Linked DNA regions of Zea mays: all the other regions are linked to region 2. Evidence: chromatin contacts called from public Hi-C data. All regions are on one chromosome and are shown on one strand. The core of a region is the stretch at or near the end of the contact, and the rest is flanking DNA. Distances in the headings are between cores, read along the strand shown. Region 1 holds the start of LOC100274311. Region 2 holds the start of LOC100279210 (Forkhead-associated (FHA) domain-containing protein). Region 3 holds the start of LOC100276381.

Region 1 (3,327 bases), core at 31-2,530, 440 kb before region 2:
ACGCGTTCCACATGATCCTCCACTCCGTCTGGCTCAGGAGGCTCAACGTTAGGATCGCAGCAGCTGAATGATGCACATGACTGACTGACTCACTGACCAATGTAACGATGGATCTTGCTTACAGTTTGCAGGCGTCATGCGTGTCTGATCTTTGAGTCTAGCGTGCGTTGGTTGCATTTTGACACGAAGGTTGGAGGAATCTTGGTGTGCAAGTGGTTTTTGTACCCTGTATTATACACTACTAATTAATACACGCTGTACGATCAGAGGAAGTGCGTATGGTGGTTTTTGTACCCTGTATTATACACTACTAATCCGTTTTGTATTTTTCTAGTCTCTTACTCTCATCATCACCATTATCCGGAGGAGGGGAATGGTGATGCACGAGACGACAGGAGGCTCACCACCGTCGTCATAATAAAAAATAGCTTTACGTTGACCGTTCATGGGTGAGAAAGACAAGGAGACGATTTAGTTTCTCATCATCATGCATCAATCTCTTAGCTAGCTACTTTATCATTGTCCATATGATCGGTTCTACAGTTGAAATGAGAGGATTAAGATAGATTGTGACAGTCACTCATCAAATATGGTGCCCTATTAACAACGATGGCCTATTGTCAACCCGAACGAGCAACAGTAGACCTCCCTCAAATGATATATATGCGACATAGACATTGTATTAGTCTTTTATAAAACTAATCTCTCCACAACCAGCCGATCTCAACACGCAAATCATTCGTACATTCTAATCAAATGATATATATGCGACATAGACATTGTATTAGTCTTTTATAAAACTAATCTCTCCACAACCAGCCGATCTCAACACGCAAATCATTCGTACATTCTAATTGCAAGCTATCTGTATACTTCCAATTACTCAATTGATCCTCGAAGAAAAGAGGGCATATCTAGTGCACATGAAAGATTGTTACACATAATACACATATTAAATTATCACCGCTCATTTTAGATATAACGTCTCTAGTTAATTATTTAATTTATAAATAACATCTTTCACCACTACACACCACCACGTTGGAAATATAGCAAACAACTAGAGACGTTAGATTAAAAGGAGTTGTGATGATTTAGTCGTGCTTAACGTTCGGCAACGTCAGCTCGCACTTCGGCTGATTGCAAATTCTGATAGGCACGACACCGACCGACTGACGCACTGCACACTCATCACGCTAGCCGCCGTCTCGTCACCACTAACCACGATCTCTATCTCTCTCTGCCAGGTGGGTCCCAGAGACGCCGGCGCCGCCGCTATACAAAATTACAGGCACGACGACATCCATCGCAGTCACCCACGAGCCCAACAAACCACTCCCACCCGGTGGCTCGTCCTCGGACGCCAAGCCACTCCGCGCCCCAATCCGGAAGCGCCGCCGCCGCCGATCGACCGGCCGTCGACCCATGCTCCGCTCGGCGCTCTTCCGCTCAGGTACGCGCGCGGCCCAGCTGCACCCCGTCGCGCCGGGGCATTCCTTTCCCTGACTGACCGAGCGACTGACCCCACCCTCCCGCACGCGCGCAGCCCCCGGGCTCCGCCGGTCTCCGGCGACGGCCCACTTATCCACCGCCGCCGCCGCCGCCGCAGCGTGGCTCTCCAACGGCCCTGCCTCCGCCCCGGTACGTGCCCGCGGCTCCTCCCCGTCCCCCAGTCGGTTCTCTGCTTCTGTCTGATTGCGCGTGCTGCGCTCGGCACCTCGTCCCGCTTGACTTCTCGCATTCCTCCTCCCCAGTCTAGGGTGCGCCTCCTCATCGGCGGGGAGTTCGTCGAGTCGCGCGCCGACGAGCACGTCGACGTCACCAACCCCGTGAGCCCTGCTTCCCTCCCAATATTTTTTTTTTGATTTCGGGTTGATCGAATTTGGAACGGTCAACGGTGGATGTGTGGGGGTTGTCGCAGGCGACGCAGGAGGTGGTGTCCCGGATCCCGCTCACCACGGCCGATGAGTTCAAAGCTGCCGTCGATGCCGCCAGGACGGCCTTCCCCGGCTGGCGGAACACGCCCGTCACGACGCGGCAGCGCGTCATGTTCAAGTTCCAGGAGCTCATCCGGGCTAACATGGTGAATATCCCTTGTTCAATTACCGTCCTTATTGTGTCGTTCTGATGTTATCTGGTCTTGGTTTTGGTGACTGCCGTGGCCTCCTGATTACAGGACAAGCTTGCAGAGAACATCACTACGGAGCAGGGGAAGACGCTAAAAGATGCTTGGGGCGACGTGTTCCGCGGCCTAGGTTAGTCCCGAGATTATTGAAAGCACGCACTAGGTTTTCTTATTTGGTTAGACAGCTGGACCAATTATCTTAATGTTTCCGTATCACCCAAAGGAAAAATTCAATCATCACTTGATTTCAGATCTTAGTTTTGCAACAACAGGCAGAAAAACTTTGCTTTCTCATGTATGCTGGTAATTATTTGTGCAGTCTCACATGTGGTCTCATGATTTCTAGGTCTAGATTTCATGAAATGCCAATATTACTGCTGATTTGTTTATTGCAGCCTCAAATGCTCTGCTCATATGCTCCAAATGTTGACTTTTTTCTGCGATAGAACTCTTTCTTATGCTGACCATTTATCGTACCGCTTTGGTTTTGAACTCCTTATCATACAGAGGTGGTGGAGCATGCTTGTGGAATGGGAACACTGCAAATGGGCGAATATGTATCAAATGTTTCTAATGGGATTGACACCTTCAGCATTCGGGAGCCACTTGGTGTTTGCGCTGGGATATGCCCATTTAATTTTCCTGCTATGATTCCCCTATGGGTATGCCTAACCTAACCTTTTCTGCCCTGTCAGTTTGTTTGTAATAGAAGGCTTGGCACCAATTTGAACTATGTGAATGTTATACCCTTGCATTCTTACTTCAACATGACCTGTGCTATTTTCATGAGTGTACTATTCCATACACTGTCATTATTTCTGCTGCTATTTTCCACTGAAATTGTTCAACTAGAGAGAATATATTTGGTCACTTCGAACGTTTCTTATTTTTCAATGGCTGCAGATGTTTCCCATAGCAGTTACGTGTGGCAATACTTTTGTTCTTAAGCCATCGGAAAAGGACCCAGGTGATTTTTTTACTTTATCATCATCATTTATCAATTACTCCGTTCCAAATTATAAGGCATTTTGGCTTTTCTAGATACATGGATTTTGCTACACACTTAGATATACACTATATATAGATACATAGTAAAAGCTATGTATCTAGGAAAGCCAAAATATCTTATAATTTGGAAACTATATAAAATGTGATCTTAGGTTCAAGTAGTTCTGATCTGTATTTAAGACAAATAGCAAGAA
Region 2 (3,162 bases), core at 78-2,577:
TCCTCGAAGGCCCAGGCATATTAGCTAAAGTTTAGCACTACACTTTTAGCTAAACTTTAGCACTTGGAGACCCAAACTGAAGTGCTAAACTTTAACATCCAATAGCAGTTTAGCACATGCGACCTAAACAGACCCTAAATCAAACATGTCAGTACCAAAACACTTCTCTAATGTATCAAATAGGGACATCAATAACTGCTCAACCTTTTGATGTATCTAATTATTAAATGCAACTACAGGAGAATAATTGTTTCAGAAGTAACCATGTCATTCTTAATAATGAGTTTCAATGCACTGTTTTCAATGCTGCCACATCAGATTTAAACTAGGTAACCGTGTATGCAGAGTTTCATCCTCGTGAAACTCTACCATCTCCCATAAAACTCTCTATATCTCCCCTCTTAAATGAATTGTCATGTCACCAAGTATGATGATGTGTCACCGTATTTAATGAGTATGAAACTCCCATTGAGAATGGCCTAACCCGTTCCTGAAAGTTACAAGCTGGAAAAATAGCATGAAATGTGGTAGGAATGGGACAGACAGGATAAGTTGATCATTTCAGTGAACTGAATCGACCTCAGGTGTTAAAGTTGTGTTCCTACGTTGTTCACTTCTACAAACATGAATTCAGGTATGTTGCCAACTTGCCACATTGTTGAACAAGGATCTTAAATCCTCTGTACGGAAGCTCAAGACACTAAATCCAGTAGCTAGGCTACTGAGTAACATAAATCAGACCCGGGATTTAGCAGCACTGCAGCAAGCAACGACGCAAATTTATCAATTACAGAGCGCGAATAACGCGAACCAACAGGACACTCGTATAAGGCAGCGGTTCAGCAACCCAGGTGCCCCCGCGTAAAACAGAAGCCCAAATAATCTACAGGAAATCTTCACTTAGATGAGTGTTGCGGGCGGAGGGGACGATCGTATTCTCAAATTTTCGCCGAGCAATCAAATCCAAAGCCACACAAGCGACGGGGCGGCAATGCGAACCCAAAATTCAGCAATACTGAAATCAGACGAACCACGAATCGAACGCGATGGAGACGACGATAGCGGACTATCCTGGGACGGTGGCGCTCGGCCCAGGGAAGGCGGCCGCCGGCCGGAGCGGGGCGGGAAGTTAGTGGAACACAGGACCAAAATTCTGCGCCGGCAGGAGCAGCGCGTGAGGGCGTAGCGTTCCTGCGTAGTTCGCGGGGTTTTCGAGAGGGGGGGGAGGGATGATGATCGGGTCTAGGCAGGGCGGGTTAGATTACCTCGATGGCGAGGAGGACGTCGTCCTCCACGGTCCATCCCGCCACGCCCGAGGCGGCTACCAGTCAGCGACCTACTCACAATAGGTATTGATTCAACTAAGAACTAGTAGTAGTTACAGCAGAGGAAGCAGAAATGGATGAGGAAGACAGCAGTATAGAACTGTCGGGGACCATAATTAGGGGTACCCTCAAGACTACTAATTCTCAGCTGGTAACCCCCATCAGCATAAAGCTGCAAAGGCCTGATGGGTGCGATTAAGTCAGGGATCAGTCCATTCGAGCGACTCGATCACGCCTCGCTCGAGCCTAGCCTCGGACAAGGGCAGCCGACTCCGGAGGATTTCCGTCTCGCCCGAGGCCCCCCTCCAACGGCGAACATATTTCCGGCTCGCCCGAGGCCCTGCCTTCGCTAAGAAGCAACCTTGACTAAATCACCGCACCGACCGACCAAGTCGCAGAAGCATTTAATGCAAAGGTAGCCTGACACCTTTATCCTGACGCGCGCCCCCCGGCAGAGCCGAAGTGACCGCCGTCACTTCGCCGCTCCATTGACCGGCCTGACAGAAGGACAGCGCCGCCTGCGCCACTCCGACTGCAGTACCACTTGACAGAGTGAGACTGACAGGCAGTCAGGCCCTGCCAAAGGCACCATAGGAAGCTCCGCTCCGCCCGACCCAGGGCTCGGACTCGGGCTAAGTCCCGGAAGACGGCGAACTCCGCTCCGCCCGACCCAGGGCTCGGACTCGGGCTAAGTCCCGGAAGACGGCGAACTCCGCTCCGCCCGACCCAGGGCTCGGACTCGGGCTCAGCCCCAGAAGACGACGAACTCCGCTTCGCCCGACCCCAGGGCTCGGACTCCGCCCTAGCCTCTGCCGACGACCTCCGCCTCGCCCGACCCAGGGGCTCGGACTCGGCCTCGGCCATGGAAGACAGACTCGACCTCGGCTTCGGAGGAGCCTCCACATCGCCTAACCTAGGGCGCAGGCCAGCCACGTCAACAGGAAGCGCCATCATCACCCTACCCCGAGCTGACTCGGGCCGCAGGGAACAAGACCGGTGTCCCATCTGGCTAGCTCCGCCAGATAGGCAATGATGGCGCCCCGCATGCTCTGTGACGACGGCGGCTCTCAGCCCCCTTACGGAAGCAAGAGGACGTCAGCAAGGACTCAACCGCTCCGACAGCTGTCCCTCCGCCAGGCTCCATCGCTCCTACGACGGCCACGACATCACACCAGCTGGGTGTCAAAATCTCTCCAGCTGCCACATCGGCATGTACTTAGGGCGCTAGCTCTCCCCCGCTAGACACGTAGCACTCTGCTACACCCCCCGTTGTACACCTGGATCCTCTCCTTACGCCTATAAAAGGAAGGACCAGGGCCCTCTTAGAGGAGGTTGACCGCGCGGGGACGAGGACGAGACAGGCGCTCGCTCGGAGCCGCTCGCTTCCCTCACCCGCGTGGACGCTTGTAACCCCCTACTGCAAGCGCACCCGACCTGGGCGCGGGACAAACACGAAGGCCGCAGGATTCTCACCTCTCTCACGTCGGTCTCCGGCTGCCTCGCTTCTCCCCCCTTCGCGCTCGCCCTCGCGCTCGACCCATCTGGGCTCGGGCACGCGGCGACACTCACTCGTCGGCCCAAGGGACCCCCCCAGTCTCGAAACGCCGACAGTTGGCGCGCCAGGTAGGGGCCTGCTGCGTGTTGACGAACAGCTTCCCGTCAAGCTCCAGATGGGCAGTCTCCATCAACCTCTCCAACCCGGGACGGTGCTCCGTTTCGGGAGTCTTGAGTTCATGTCCTTCGACGGCAGCTACGACATGATACTCCTTCCACCGCCGTGCGACAACGACAATGGCGGCCGACAGCCCGCCCGCCAGCGGCGGAATCGACGACGTCT
Region 3 (3,030 bases), core at 431-2,930, 350 kb before region 2:
GTCACAACAATGTGTTCAAGAGTTGCTCAACTCTATTTTGCTCACACATAATCTCACAATTCTCAAATGCCGCTCTTCAATTCAATGTATGCTACTAAGTGCACTCAAATCCCACAAAGGGTGAATTGGGTTCTCTCATTAGGCTTTGCTAGTGGTATATGGGCATGAGAAAGATTTGACAACCAAACAAAATCCATGGGAAGAGGTATAAATAGGTGAGCTCCAAAACTAGTCATTGGGCTGTCAGCTAGCCAAAATTGTCTTAGCGGACTTGGTTGGTTTGCTTAGCCCATTTTTGAATAGGTCACCATTGGGGCTGCAACAAAAATGACTTACCCCATTTGAAAGTTGTCTTAGTCGGTTCTTCCAGCTTGCATAGCTATGAAACCTTTCTCAAAAGCTTTTCTCTTGATTTTCTCACCTGGATTTGTTTTGAGCACTTCTAGGTTACACATAATACATTATGTTGTATCCCTTTTGATGGCACACCATGCCTAAACTCAAGAAATACAATTTCACAATTAATACCACTTGAGCATGTCATTCTTCGAATAATGTCGCATTTTGTGCTTAGTTTCCTTGAGCTATGACTTTAAGTTTATTGATCCATTTGATCAAGACTTCACTTTTGAACCAAAGTCACTTTTTTGATGATTTGTTCCTTCAAATTAATATGATCCACAAAGCTTGATTAGTGTCTCAATTAAATATAAGTAATTTCTTCTTCAACATAGCTAGGTTCTTCAGCTGCCAAGTCACCGCTTGACCTTCACCTTCGCTTAGAACCTCGAAGACATTTTGTTGCCATCTTCACCATGCCAAGCCATCGGGTCATACCTTGTTTTGAATAAATGATTAAGCTTGTAGTATATCCATTTCATTTGTACTGTTCTCTTCATCAGTATGACATCAATCTTCATTATGATTAATCAAGCTTAACGAGTGAGACCATTCCATATGCAAACTCCCATATCTCATTTATAAATGGTACAGATAAGCTTGCCAAAAATACCTTTTATCAATATGCCTTGGCGTTATTTCACAGTTTGTATATCAATTGTTATATTTGATCCCAAATTCTAACATAAAATACTTGAGACTAAATATATATATAAGTCTCATGAAACACATTATTCCTTTAATCGTGTTGTCATTCGATCTACCGAAACCGAAACCCACTTAGGAGCTAGATGCACTTTGATTAGATTCAAAGGAGGTCATGATAAGCACTACTTCTAGCCATGTCATGCATTCATAGGATGTGCACAACTACATTTCTCGTGATCAAGAAATGTATTAGAAATTTAAAGACTAGAAATAAGTTAAAATACTCTAAATATTTTGCAGCTCTAGAGGAGACCATCCAAACATGTTGTAGCTGAGATGGATTCAGATATTTATTCGGATGTTAATTTTTTGATTTTTTTTGGATTGCGAATAAATAGGATATAAAATATGTTATATAAATTTGTATTTTTTAACATTGAGTTTGTTATGATTTATAAAAAAAAAGAAACCTCAAATTTCTTAAATGATAGATATAATCTTTTTTGATTGTAGGGATCAAATAATGTAAAAAAATTATCCAAAAAATTATTATTGTTTTTATAATATTTCTAACATTATAACGAAAGATTAATACTGAATTATATATATATATTAAAATATTAAATTTGTGGTGATAATTTGGATGTCTGCTTCCAACCCTGTCTAGCTCCCTCGGTCCAGCTTCGACTGGCTCGCAGTGGCAACTGGCAGGTAGGCACACGCGAAGCGATAAGGTCGGTTAAGCCGTAACAGTCGTTGATGTCGCCGCCGCCGTCGTCCCTCGTGGTGCTCCCGCTCCTCCTCCCCCTCCTCCTCGCCGCTGTATCCCACGCTACGGCTAATGCGGCCGGTGCCGGCGCCCCTCCCCCAGTGCCGACGCCGTGGCCGGAGCAGTTCCACGCGGTGGTCTTCACCAATCTCACCGAGAGCGGCGGCCGGCTGCAGCTGATCGACCTGTACTACGACTGGCCCAGGGGCCGCAACCTCAACCTCATCCGGGACCAGCTCTCCAGCGACCCGCTCTACGACGTCGAGTGGACCAACGGCACCTCCTACTTCTTCGACTCCGGGTCCTGCCGCACCATGCGTTTCCCCGTGGGGATCCTGCCGCCTGACTGGCTCGCCGCCGGCGCCGTCTATCTCGGCCGCGAGCACGTCGACGGCTTCGACTGCCACCTGTGGACCAAGGTCGACTTCGTCTGGTACTACGAGGAAGTCGCCACCGGCCGCCCCGTCCGCTGGAATTTCTTCAATGGTAGTATTAGTACTAGCTATATCGTCCGCACATTCAATCTATACTTTCTTTAGACTCATGATGGAGCATCGTGGATTTTTGGCGATTCGCACCCGTCTCGGGTGTTTTGATCTAACCAATGCGTGCGATTTTGTTCTGCAGTTTGTAGGGATGCAGTCTAAATTTCTAGGAACGCTTTCCAGTTTTGTGCTTTCGATGCAGCACTATAATGGTTAATGGCGATTCTACAATTTCGGTGTGCGGGACGGGAGTGCTGTTTGAATTACTCTGAATAGTTTAGCTCACTTCTCCTAATTTTTCTTGCAATAATAGTCGTTTGAAAAAGAAAACTAAAATTCAGGAGCAAACCTCACTCTTTTTTTATCCTGACACTTGGAACTCTGCTTGTTTTTTTTGCAGTCTTAACATTTCTGCATTTCTCCAGTATACAATTACGCGATTTTCTTGTGCACAGATGCAGTCCGGAATTCTCCAATTGCTAAGTTCTTAGCTGGGGAAATATCTGTCCTGCTGCAGTCTCCTTTTTCTGAAACGCGAAAAATCTTATTCCAGTCTCAGTGTCTGCAGGGTAGAAGCGCTCGGTTGATGCAGCAGGGTGATTACTGATGACCTGTGTGTTCTTGTACCTCAGGGATGCAGCAGCATGTGATGAGCTTTGAGGTGGGAGGAGTGCTGGAAGACTCCAAGTGGCAGGCGCCCCCTCGCTGCTTCAGTGGCGGCAATGCCGA

Evidence for each region. A called contact is a pair of places that touch in the nucleus more often than the background predicts.
Region 1: a contact with region 2 is called in a Hi-C map of leaf, with 6 times the contacts expected there. The contact joins the promoter of LOC100274311 here to the promoter of LOC100279210 in region 2. A contact is called at or near these places in 3 of 25 Hi-C or Micro-C datasets (ear, leaf and tassel).
Region 3: a Hi-C map of leaf shows a contact between it and region 2, with 4 times the contacts expected there. The contact joins the promoter of LOC100276381 here to the promoter of LOC100279210 in region 2. A contact is called at or near these places in 5 of 25 Hi-C or Micro-C datasets (ear, leaf and tassel).

Annotation. Positions count from the first base shown.
Region 1 is chr7:14,197,163-14,200,489 of Zm-B73-REFERENCE-NAM-5.0, forward strand. LOC100274311 reads left to right here and starts at 1,281. Exons shown (of 19, transcript NM_001148674.1): 1 at 1,281-1,453; 2 at 1,547-1,641; 3 at 1,755-1,829; 4 at 1,922-2,083; 5 at 2,177-2,255; 6 at 2,633-2,787; 7 at 3,029-3,092. The coding sequence starts at 1,426. It overlaps LOC103632072 (probable glycosyltransferase), which reads left to right. Exons shown (of 3, transcript XM_008653928.4): 3 at 1-314. The coding sequence ends at 71.
Region 2 is chr7:14,641,915-14,645,076 of Zm-B73-REFERENCE-NAM-5.0, forward strand. It overlaps LOC100279210 (Forkhead-associated (FHA) domain-containing protein), which reads right to left and starts at 1,328. Exons shown (of 15, transcript NM_001350279.1): 1 at 1,266-1,328.
Region 3 is chr7:14,287,320-14,290,349 of Zm-B73-REFERENCE-NAM-5.0, forward strand. It overlaps LOC100276381, which reads left to right and starts at 1,681. Exons shown (of 2, transcript NM_001150186.2): 1 at 1,681-2,302; 2 at 2,934-3,030. The coding sequence starts at 1,807.